Regions from separate parts of the Sus scrofa genome. Here all the other regions are linked to region 2. A link is a contact called in public Hi-C and HiChIP or PLAC-seq data. All regions are on one chromosome and are shown on one strand. Each heading gives the region's core, a stretch centred on a gene start, on an enhancer-like site or on the middle of the called end of the contact. The rest is flanking DNA. Distances are from core to core; before and after follow the strand shown.

Region 1 (2,700 bases), core at 186-2,685, 320 kb before region 2:
ATACCCAGTAACACTCATCAAATGCTTTTTTGCCATTTTATTATAAAATTTTCAAGCTTCCAGAAAAGTTGAAAAAATTTTGTGGTGAACCATATGCCTACCGTTTAGAGTCTGTAATTAACATTTTACTATACCTGATTTATCATGTGTTGATATCTGCACAGCTATCCATTCATCAGTACATATTATTTTTTTGGATGTATTTCAAAGGAAGTTGCAGACATCAGAACACATCATCCCTAAACACATTGGCATGCATATATTTAGCTAGAGTTAAATATTTTCTATATTTTTCCTTTGAGGTAAAATTCACATATAGCAAAATGCATAAACCGCTGGAAAAGTTTTAATAAATACATACAGCTGTGTAACCCAAACCACTATTTTTTTTTTTGGTCTTACTCTCTTTTTAGGGCCGCACCCACGGCATATGGAGGTTCCCAGGCTAGGGGTCTAATCGGAGCTGTTGCTACCAGCCTACGGCAGGGCAATAGCAACGTCAGATCTGAGCCATCTCTGCCACCTACACCACAGCTCGCGGCAACGAGCAAGGCCAGGGATCGAACCTGCATCCTCATGGATGCCAGTCAGGTTCGTTAACCGCTGAGCCAAGTCGGGAACTCCAACCCAAACCACTATTAAAATATAAAACATTACTATCATTCCAGAAAGTTCCTTCCATGATCCTTCCCAGTCAGTCCCCAAGTACAAACCACTAAGACAACAATGGTCCTGATTTTTTTTCCCCTATCATAGATTTGTTTTGCCTATTCTAGAACTTAAAATTAGAATCACACAACTGCTTTTGAGAATAAAATTTTTTTCTTTGATTGTTTATTGTTAACACTATTTCAATTTCTGGGATGATGAGACCTGACCCTCAGGGTCCTGAAGTATGCGGAATATTAGATTATTACCAGTGGGGCTAACAGGAGAGAGCTTGGACTATGTTCTTGGGCAAGTCACTTCCATTAAATCTGTGGCCTGAAAAAGTAAAAAGCTTTTGGAAGGGCACCTTATGAGCAATCGACTACACACAAGTCTGCAGGTGTCTGGTCAAAGACTCTCAGTCATAGCTCAGAGCGCGGAGACACTCTGCAGGCTGACTGTCCCCTGGCTTGGGGGACTCAACCACCTCACCCCAGGCCCTTTTTTCCTTTCTTCTTCTTTGTCTCCCTTTGCCTTCTCTGTCTCTTGACCTTCCAAAGTTTCATTTCATTTTTTTTCTCTCTCTCTCCTTTTCTGCCATTGCCCCGTAGCTGCCCAGCAGTGCGATCCTAGGAGCGCCCAGCGCGGCCAGACGCCCTTTGGGGTTTCCTCCCCACAGCCCTCGGCAGAGCGGAACGGCAGCGCCGCCCCCCTGCCCCCCGCGCCCCCGCCCACGGCCGGGTCGGCTCGGTGGTCCGGCTCAGCGGGGCTGGGGAAGTGAGAGCTGCTAACCCGCCGAGGCTGTGAGTCAGCACTTCTCCCCGCGGACGCGGGCCTGGGGAGAGACCCTGGGAGAGGATGTGGAGGAGGCGCTTTCCTTTCCCAGACTGCAGATCAGACATCCCCAGGGGCGGAGGAGAGAAGGCGGAGCGGGGGGTGGGGAGCGGGGGGTGGGGGGGCGGCCGTGTGCGTGTACACAGCCTTGCGTTTGTTTGTGCGAACGAGTGTCTGTGAACTTCTTCGGTCTGTTCTTCCAGTCTTTAGCCCTTAAAAAACTACTAGAAAGTAAATTTTGTATAGGTCTCAGAAGTTTGAGAAAATATACCAACAAGGTGTGAGAAGGAGAAAATACATGCTAAATTACATTATCCTGTCAAAAATGTATAGTGTGAATTTCGATACATGCTAAACAGCTTGAAATGTCTTTTTCTTTATATTTAAAAATTCACTTTGGTGTTTACAGAAGGCTTCACACAAACTAAGCTCATAATAGGTATTCAGTAAGTTTTTGTTGGTCACAGGAAGTGCAATAAATTAGAGGTCATAAGAGATTGCTCTGTATTTAAGGGATTGAGATTCTCTGCTATTTTTAGCCAAAAGAACAATGTGCACTTTTGAATTCAAAGATTCCTGATTACTGATTGGGAGTCTGGCTGTTCTGCAAAAACGGGTTTCTACATAGTATGTGATGGTGTGATATCTTTCTAACTTTAGGCTTGAGGTATAGTGCATTATGCAGCTTTTATCCAATTTTGAAAAAACAAGCCATAAAAAACGCCCACTGATTTACTTATCTTCATGTAACTTGCCTCCCAAAGTGTATTTGAGTAGTTACTTAATATTAAATTTCTGAATTCTTACGTTGTATAGAAATATCTCAGGATCCCTCTCTGGCTTGAATAAGACTTTTAAATCAGTTTATAAAGCATAGCAATATATTCTTGAAGTTGGTTGTGGCTATAGCCAGTTTGCATTTCTGAATACGATGACATGATTTTTTAATTAGTCACAGTCACTGGTGAGGACAGTTGCCTAATTTAAAAAATGCTCTGCAAACACTTGGGCATTATATCCTGCTAATAGTCTTCACAGATTATTCCTTTTGTCTAAACTAGGTTATTCTTGATGAGGTTTACACTCATTTCCTCTTGTTGTGCTCTGAGTGGTGACTACGGCCAACTGTATTCCAACCTCTGAATACAACCGAAACTCTGAAGCAGTAGCTCTTTCAAGGGGCCCGACTTACCTTGGGGAACCAGCCTGGTCCCTGTC
Region 2 (2,700 bases), core at 129-2,628:
GGAAGGGTTGGGTGGTCTGAGAATACACAGATACCACCCTAGCATGGTGACTTGTTACTGTGGCATCCATGGTTGATAAAGAAACTTCTCTGCTGAAGTTGATGAGCCTCTGTCCATTTCTAGGAAGCCTTTCTTAATTCTGGTTTTATAATTTTATGAACTTTTGCTTTACAAGCAATACTTGAGTTTTGGGTTATTCGGGTCTTTTTAAACAAAACTGGTACCCAGGTTTTATTTTATTTTATTTTATTTATTTTATTTTATTTTGTGGTGGTGATACTTTGAATTCTTACTTTGATGTCATAATATTTCAGAAATAACCACAAGTGATTCTGTAATTCTTCCAAATGTTTTATTTTTAACCTGAAGTAACCATGGTCAATGTCAATAAATGTTTATTGTGTGTCAGCTGGGTATGAGCCCTGTCCCTGGCACTTAGGTCTGCTCCGAGTAATCTGTATTTCTAAGATGTTTCATTATCTGATTGCAGAGTCAGATATTTCCTCAAAGTGGTCTTCCTTGTCTCCTAAATTTTAAAATTAAGTTCCTGATTTTTGAAGATATTATCTGTAAAATGTGTGTCCAGTAATTTTCATTTACGAAGTACTTACTATGAGCCAGAAACAATTTTACAATGCATTTCCTAGTCTGAATCCCCACAAAAATTCACCGAGTTGAGGGATGACTCATGATTCCCATTTTAGTCATGAGAACAACTGAGGCTTAGTCAGAGCATATCATTTGTTTCAGGTTGCACAGCAAGTGTAGAATTGGAGTCAGGTCTTTGCTGATTTCACAGTTTCTCAGCTACGCTATGTCCAATTTGATATTTGTAGCTTTCTGTAAGCTCGCATCCAGAGCCATAATTCAGAAATTATGAGTCATTTGGTTTTACATTTTAAATCTTAGAAACCAGGACTGCTTCAGTGTATGTTTACCAACTTCTGAATAACTCTGTCCTTAATGTTATACATGACTCTTCTGTATGGTCTGGATTTCCAAGTTATTTCGAGAACTGATTATTTTGGTCAGACATATTTTAGAAGGGGACTTTAAGAGTGAAACTTACTTTAAATTCCCAATTATCCAGGGTATCTTATTTGAAGAAGAGAACAGCTGGCAGTTTTAATTCCCTAAGTGTTGAAATATTGTGGAAAAGAGAAACCCCAAACTAGCTTGCTAACAAATGGCTTAGTGAATGAATCAGCAGGAGTGAGCTCTCTCTGGTTCTTTTTGGATGTTTTCTATGTGTCCCCACAATTTGGGTGTAGTGTGATGAGCTGTTCTGCTGAGAAGCCAGAGTTGAAAGAATAAACAGGATTGACAGAATAAACAGAGTAAACCCTGATTGTGGAGGAAGGTTTACAAGTCAGCTTCCTTCTACAGCTTCAACTCACAGGCCTGGCCTAGCCTCTAGGGAGTGCACCAAAGCTTTCCCTCTGTGAACCGGTGGAAATAGCTGCATGCCTCCAATTTGTCTGGTTTCTTATTGATTAGGGAGGGCACAGGCTGCCAGTGGAGGAGCCCAGAAAGCTGGACACGGCTCAGTGAACAAACACATGCGCAGATGCACTGACAAGAGAGAGGGAGAGAGTGGGACACTGCACAGTGCCTGTGAATTCTCTCTCTCACACACACACACACACACACACACACACACAATGTCTTAATGGAAAATAAATGAATTTATTGATGTTGATCATTATGGCTGATACTTCAAATTAAATGTCACATTTGTCGAAAAATTTTTCCATTTTGTACTTGTCAAGTACTTCTCCTCTAAGGAGCCTTAAAGGCACACTCTGTTCTCTAAGAGCTGATCAGCTGGCACTGTTAAATGAGCAGCTTGGGTGGAGGATGGGCAGGAAATTGACAGTGAAGAAGGAGTTGTAAAGGGAAGAACAAACATCAAGCGCCCATGGTGGTCACTCAGCATTGGGAATCACAACTGGAGGAGCTGAGTGAGTCTGCAGCAGAGCTCATTTTATCAACAGGGCTATTTGGGCACCTAGGGACCTGGGCAGATTTCCTTGCTGAGAAGAGCTGTTATCTGGGAGTCAATTCTTAAGCCTTAAAGTCCTTGGCAGTGCAGTCCTGTGCTCTGAACCTGCTCCAGATGGTTCACAGAAGTTGTAGAATGTGTTTATAATTTGTGTCTAAGAACAGCTGAACTTTGGACCCCAGGTGATAGTGTCCAGAGGTGGACATGAGGGACAGTGACAGGGACGCATGTGCCTCCTAGGCTGGTTTGGATATCTCAGGATTGACTCCCAGTGACACTAGCCCCTAAGCTCTGGCCACCAGTGTACGCATGTAACATGAGCTCAGACAGCTCTGTTGACCCCCAGGACAGCTGCAGCTTGAGTTAATAGCACATAATTCAGCCCCTCACTGAGGCTTTCCTAGAAATCCAACCCTGAACTCTACATGGACACAGTCCAGGGACTCCTTTCCCATCTGAGAGAGCAAAAATACATCTTTTACATTTGTTCACTCGCAGCAGTTGGATGAAGCCACAGTCACCAGTGTCTCAATTCTTCCTGTTCTTCCTGTCCTGTGAGGCGCCACTGCTCTTCTTAGAGTGCTGTTTGTGAGACAGAATAGGGACACTCCATCCCACTTAGGATTCTTAGCAGAAGAGAATCCTGATTCCTAGTCACTGGGAAACAGGTACAGCTGAGACACAATGAAATTTGAAGG
Region 3 (2,700 bases), core at 195-2,694, 380 kb after region 2:
TGAGCAGTGTGAAACAGCACGTCTCCAGTCATAGTTCTGCATGACATGGGAAACTTGTTTACAGCAACGTTAAGGGAGAGAAGCAGGCAAAATTGTTTCTGCACTGTGAAAACAACCACATGAAAACACACATGAAAACAGCCGGTGGCTGGAAAAGATCAGAGAACGACAAAAACAGCTCTAGAGCAATAATACCGACCTGTTGCCTGCCCCGGGGCTGGCATCTGGGTCTCCCTCCTCAACGGTCCTCTCTGCCAGGTGTGGCCTGCAGTCAACTTACTTAGCTGCATTTCTCCCCCCTCATGGGAAATGGGATTGAAATTAAAAAAACCCTTCAGAAGGCTGAGATAGATCTAGTGCTGCTGAATTTAACTATCTTCAAGATTTAAACCAAAAAACCTAAGTGCATTAAAGTTATGTATACTCATAATGCATGCATATTCAGATATATATGTGTATGTAGGAGTATATATATGTCTATACGTGTATAGACATATATATACACATACATATATCTTTTGCATTTTAATTAACATTATAAAGGGAAATGTTTCTGTTTTTGAATATCTTTTGAAGAAAAATAAATATACCCCAAATACCATTTGTGCAAAAAAAGAAAAAAGAGAGACATGAACTTGTGAATGGCAAGATCCTGTTAGAATAGACAGACTTAACAGTAATTGCCCCTGGGGAAGAGGGCTGGAGATCTGGGTTATTAGCAGGGAGTCATACTTTTCTTTAAAGTATGAGACAGATGTTTATTACCACCTTTTCTAAAACCGTGTACAATTAAAATTTTATTTTAAAAGTTTAAATCTTCAAATTTCATGACTCTAACTTTTTAAATAACGCTTTTAAAATGTCTTGATTAACTCATTGCAAATTGTCTTTCAAAGCAAATGCATATTTTGAGCCTCAAATTGTGCACCTCTTCGTAGTGACAAGGACTAACCCCAAGTTGAGGACTGCTTTACCTGTGTCACGAAGCACACAGCACACTAGATTCGGGCATTACTTCCAACGCAGGATGCAAATAATAATCAAGGTACGATGACCAGAGTAGCATTAGGATTTGGACGTGGATTCGCTCCAGGCTTTCCCTTCTGCCAGGTGTGTGCGAGTCCACCAGCCTTGGGGTCCCCACTCCCCCACTGGGAAGACCCTGGGCCGCTGCAAGCAGAGACCCGGCGCCCCGGGCTGAAGCGATCCGCCCGCCGCCGCCGCCGCCGCCGCCGCCGCCGCCGCCCTGGGTCGCCGCCCAGCGCGTCGCGTCACTGGGCGCCGCGGGTGAGCACCTCCCATTGGCCGCGCCGCGGGGCGGAGGGGCCGCGACCCTTTCCGCCGGCCTGGGCCTGGCGCTCAATTTAAACACTTAACCTAAGCCACTGGCGGGCTCCGGAAACGAAACGAAAAGAAAGCCCGAGGTTCTCCCCGCGGGCCGCCCTCCGGGCCCGCCCTCTGCACGCTGCGCTCCTCGGTAAAGTCCCTTCTCCCGCCATTTGCCGCGGGGCTCTGGCCGGGCCCGCGCTCCGCGTGCAGAGGCCTGCGGCCACCCGGAGCGCTCGGCGGGCACGGCGGGCAGCATGGACCGCAGAGACGGGGCTTGCGGCCGGCAGCACGTGTTCCTGGTCCCAGGTAAACACGACCGCCCCGGGGCAGCGGCGCGCTCGGCCCGGCCCCTTGTCCCCCAACCGCCGCGCGGGAGCGCGCGCCGAGCGTCCGCGGGGGCGGCGCCCAGGCGGGTTCTCAGCGGCGGCCCCGGCGCGCGCACCCCGGCGGGCCCCCCTGTCCGCGCGCAGCCGAGGTACACCCCGCGCAGGCCCTGCGCGCCCCTCGGCCGCGCGCGCGGGACTCGAGTGTCTCTCGGAACACGTGGTTCTTCATTTCGGTTTCAAGTTCTGTATCTGTGCGTTTCAAAACCCGAGCTGGAAGCGCAAAAACCGACCGAGCGGATTTTCCCCCTTGGGGTTCTTTGTAGATCAGGTGGGCTGGAGACTGCGGCCCAGGCCAGCGGAGAGCGGCGCAGGTTCCGCAGTTGTCCGCTCCTGGGATGTAATTTGATACCCCTCGCCACTCGACAGCCGGCCAGGCATCTGGGACCTACTAGATCGGAACCGAGGATCCAGTAGACCCGCATCGGCCTGGAGGCTGTGGTGTCTTAACCCCATCCCTTCCCTGGGACAGGCCTTGGTTGGTGAGGCAGGAGGGAAGCTGTGTGGCAGGGGTTAGGACAAGGGTGATTCAAAGAGATTCAGGCAGGTAGCTAATGATGGGAGTGGTGGAACCTGCCTTTTCAGCCTCCCCGGGGTGATGATTCAGGGACCGCAGAGGCTTCGGATGATGGACATCAGTTGCCAGCCATGATTGGCATGAAGTGTCAGAATAAATGGAGTTGGGACCAGGGAGTGCAGGTCAGAAAGGTTTGGCCCTTTCATGGGATGATAGATTGATTTGATGACATAACATTGGATATAAGGAAAACCCATTGTTTTCAGTATCTAACTTGGAGACTTTATTCGGCAAATATGGTATTTTTCAAGTAAATGATACTCTGATAACAATATAGATGGCCATTAATCTAGATTTTTATGGTGGATATTGAAAATTGTTACATGACAATCTGTCGATATTTTTTGTGTTTTACTTTTTCTCCATTTGTAAAGAAGTATGCATATAGTAACATATACAAGTTTAAGCAGG
Region 4 (2,700 bases), core at 192-2,691, 410 kb before region 2:
CCTAGTCAGCTTATCAGGATGATTATGCCACATCTCCTCTCCCCTAAACCTGCCACATTTCCCCACTCCTCACTTCAGACTCTCATTTTATTGATAAATAGAAGCTGTCACCAGAGAAACTCATCTTTCCCATGCTGTATTTTTCAGCCTGCCTCCATATACTCTCTCCTCCTTTGTCTAGAGTCTGCTATCCCTGCTCTTATCTAAGCCCTTCTCCTTGTGCCCCAGATGCCATATTTCCTTGTATAGTCAAGGACTTCACTCCTGTGATTATCTCCTCCATTTCCTGCATCCTTAGTTTCTCTTTCTTTACTGGATTATTCCAGCCAGTAGACATACTGTAATATTTCCCCTTCTAAACATACTATCATCTTAGACCTCATATCCCCCCCTATTTCCATGGTAAGTAAGAACCCCTTTCTTCTGTTCCCTTTTATAACAGTATTTTATTTGATTTTTTAAAAGATTTTAAAGATTGTCTATGCTGGCAGTTTCCACTTCCTCATCATATATTATCTCTTCAATTCATTCCAGTTAGGATTATTGTCTTCACATCGCCACCTAAAACTGCTCTTGTTTATTAACGTCTTGCCAGATCATCTTCCTCTTCCCAAATGTTTGGGACTCCTAGGCATAGTCCTCATCCTTTTTTTGTTCTTCCTTGTCAATACTCATTTCCCCCTAGGTCATCTGACCCATTTTTTCTGGTATAAATATTGTCTGTGCTCTTAGGACTCCTGAAATTTGTATTCTATCCCTAATACCTCTGTTAAGCTCTGAACTCATATCCAACTGCCTGCCCAGGAACTCCACTTAGGTGTCTAATAAAAACCTCAAAGTTAACTCATTCAGAACAAACATTTATTTTCTTCTCCCCCTCAAATTACTTCTTCCTAAGTTCCCCCATGTCAATAAATGACATTATTTTCATCCAGTTGCTCAAGACAAAAGCCTAAAAAATCACCCTTAATTCCTCTTTGTGCCAGTAGACTGTTATCTTTTCTCAGTAAACCCTTCTATAGTCTGCTTTGTGATGCTGGGACTGGGACTCTGGAAGCTACATTTCTGCTTGCTACAATCAGTCAGTCAACAGAAGAAAAAGTCAAGAAGAGGGAAAAAGAACTTGTTCTTCCTTGTGGGCTTTCTGCACCTGCCAGCATTGCCCAGTTATGGAACTTCTCCCTGGCAGCAGCAGCTAGCCCTAAATTTCAACTATTTTCCACTCTCCTAGAACCAGCCCCCACATAGAAGTACCAAAAGCCACTGGGCAGCACCCCCCCACCCAGGTTAGGGTTCCAGCTCTGCCGAGTTTCCCTTTATAGCTCCTGGCTTCTAGAAACTTCAGGTCTGCCCGAGTTTATTGAGGACTAGGAGTAGTAACTGCTTCCTGAAGTTCCTCTGTTATCTCAGGGCTCTCTTTTTCCTTTTTCGGTTTGACCACACCTGTTTGACTAATTCCTTATACTCATTTGAGTGCTGTTGAAATACTTAGCAGCAGCCAGAGTGACTCCTCTAAAGCCCATACCATCTCTCTGCTCTGTCACAGTTTGAACAAATTTCAGTCTCCTCTCTAGGGTCTCCAGCCCCTTTTGTGACCTGGCCTATCCAATTATCTGGTTTAACCTCTCATCACTTTCTGGTTACTCATTCAACTTGAATCATTCTGTCTTGAACACACCATTCTTCTATTGCAAGTCCTTTGTACTTGTTGTTCTCCTCATATGTATTGCCCAGGTGTTTGCCTAGCTCGCTGCCTCACTTCATTCACATTTCTTCTCAAATATCATCTTAGGGAGGCCTGCTCTCACTGCGTTATCTAAAACGCACAATTCCTGCCCCGACCCCTCCATTTCTTTACCTGGGTTTCTTATTGTTATCACTACCTGACTTTGTTATGTTTATTTCTCCCTCCCCTATCCTCAAGCGAAAGCTTCACAGCTTCATAAAAGCAGGGATGTGATCTTATTTACTGCTAGTGCTGGAACTCAATACATTCCAGTTGACAAATTAATTTAATAAATTGCAGTGAATGCAGAAGAAAAGTGGGGCAGAGTAATTGCAAAGATGATAATATGCAAGTGAGACAAATATATCAGCCTGATTCAACTTCCTGGGTACATAATGTAACAAATGGATCAGAAAAAAGCACTTAAAGATGTAATAGAAGAGAATTTCCACAAAATCTGAAAGAACTGACTCTGAAGAAAAAAATATTCAAAAAAAGTGGACATACAATATTCAACATCAAGGCATCTCCTGGTTGAGCTATTAACCATAAAGACTGATGGAAAAACTTCAGACCTCTAAGCAAAAAACTAAGTAACTTATAAGAGGGAGGAAGTCATGCTGGCCTTAGACTTCCTCTAAGCAATATTCAAGGCCAGAAAACAAAGGAAAAATGTCTACAGTTTTAAGGTGAAGCCAGCATGATCCTAAACCATTATATCTAAGTAAGTGTCATTCAGAAATTGACAAAAAAGGCAAACATAGCATCCATGAATCCATGTAGAAAAAAAAAAAACCTTCGTGAAGAGCCAATAACTAAGTGAGGAATGAAAATTAATGACTAGGAATTGAGAATCGAAGTGTGTTGTGACCAAGAGATTTAAAAATAGAAATCAAGAGCAAATGATCAAAGGAATTAAGGTTACAAAACAGAAACATTAAAACCCTGACTTTTAAAAAATAATGACATGGCAA

Evidence for each region. A called contact is a pair of places that touch in the nucleus more often than the background predicts. HiChIP or PLAC-seq counts read pairs in DNA pulled down with a chosen protein or histone mark.
Region 1: a contact with region 2 is called in an H3K27ac HiChIP or PLAC-seq map of alveolar macrophages. The contact joins two enhancer-like sites. A contact is called at or near these places in 1 of 47 Hi-C or Micro-C datasets (embryonic fibroblasts) and 2 of 2 datasets of contacts at active chromatin or transcription factors (alveolar macrophages and skeletal muscle).
Region 3: a contact with region 2 is called in a Hi-C map of skeletal muscle, with 2.6 times the contacts expected there. The contact joins the promoter of RNASEH2B here to the enhancer-like site in region 2. A contact is called at or near these places in 9 of 47 Hi-C or Micro-C datasets (alveolar macrophages, embryonic fibroblasts, fetal skeletal muscle and 3 more).
Region 4: an H3K27ac HiChIP or PLAC-seq map of alveolar macrophages shows a contact between it and region 2. The contact joins two enhancer-like sites. A contact is called at or near these places in 2 of 2 datasets of contacts at active chromatin or transcription factors (alveolar macrophages and skeletal muscle).

The regions. Positions count from the first base shown.
Region 1 is chr11:17,610,981-17,613,680 of Sscrofa11.1, reverse strand. All of the region lies in intron 4 of LOC102166061 (a long non-coding RNA gene), which reads left to right. Among named protein-coding and RNA genes, the nearest start is that of MIR15A, 150 kb to the left of the region's middle. Within about 2 kb of position 1,435, at least 55 of the 83 cell types and tissues checked have an H3K27ac peak or open chromatin away from gene starts, as enhancers often do. A contact at or near this core is called in alveolar macrophages and skeletal muscle, where this site is marked.
Region 2 is chr11:17,289,524-17,292,223 of Sscrofa11.1, reverse strand. All of the region lies in intron 1 of LOC110255810 (a long non-coding RNA gene), which reads left to right. Among named protein-coding and RNA genes, the nearest start is that of DLEU7, 320 kb to the right of the region's middle. Within about 2 kb of position 1,378, at least 22 of the 83 cell types and tissues checked have an H3K27ac peak or open chromatin away from gene starts, as enhancers often do. A contact at or near this core is called in alveolar macrophages, fetal skeletal muscle, retroperitoneal adipose tissue and 1 more, where this site is marked.
Region 3 is chr11:16,910,550-16,913,249 of Sscrofa11.1, reverse strand. RNASEH2B (ribonuclease H2 subunit B) reads left to right here and starts at 1,444. Exons shown (of 11, transcript NM_001244492.1): 1 at 1,444-1,635. The coding sequence starts at 1,584. LOC110255807 (a long non-coding RNA gene) reads right to left here and starts at 1,235. Exons shown (of 3, transcript XR_002336662.1): 1 at 975-1,235; 2 at 200-299.
Region 4 is chr11:17,697,937-17,700,636 of Sscrofa11.1, reverse strand. The region is part of intron 5 of LOC106507157 (a long non-coding RNA gene); the gene reads left to right. Among named protein-coding and RNA genes, the nearest start is that of MIR15A, 58 kb to the left of the region's middle. Within about 2 kb of position 1,441, at least 13 of the 83 cell types and tissues checked have an H3K27ac peak or open chromatin away from gene starts, as enhancers often do. A contact at or near this core is called in alveolar macrophages, where this site is marked.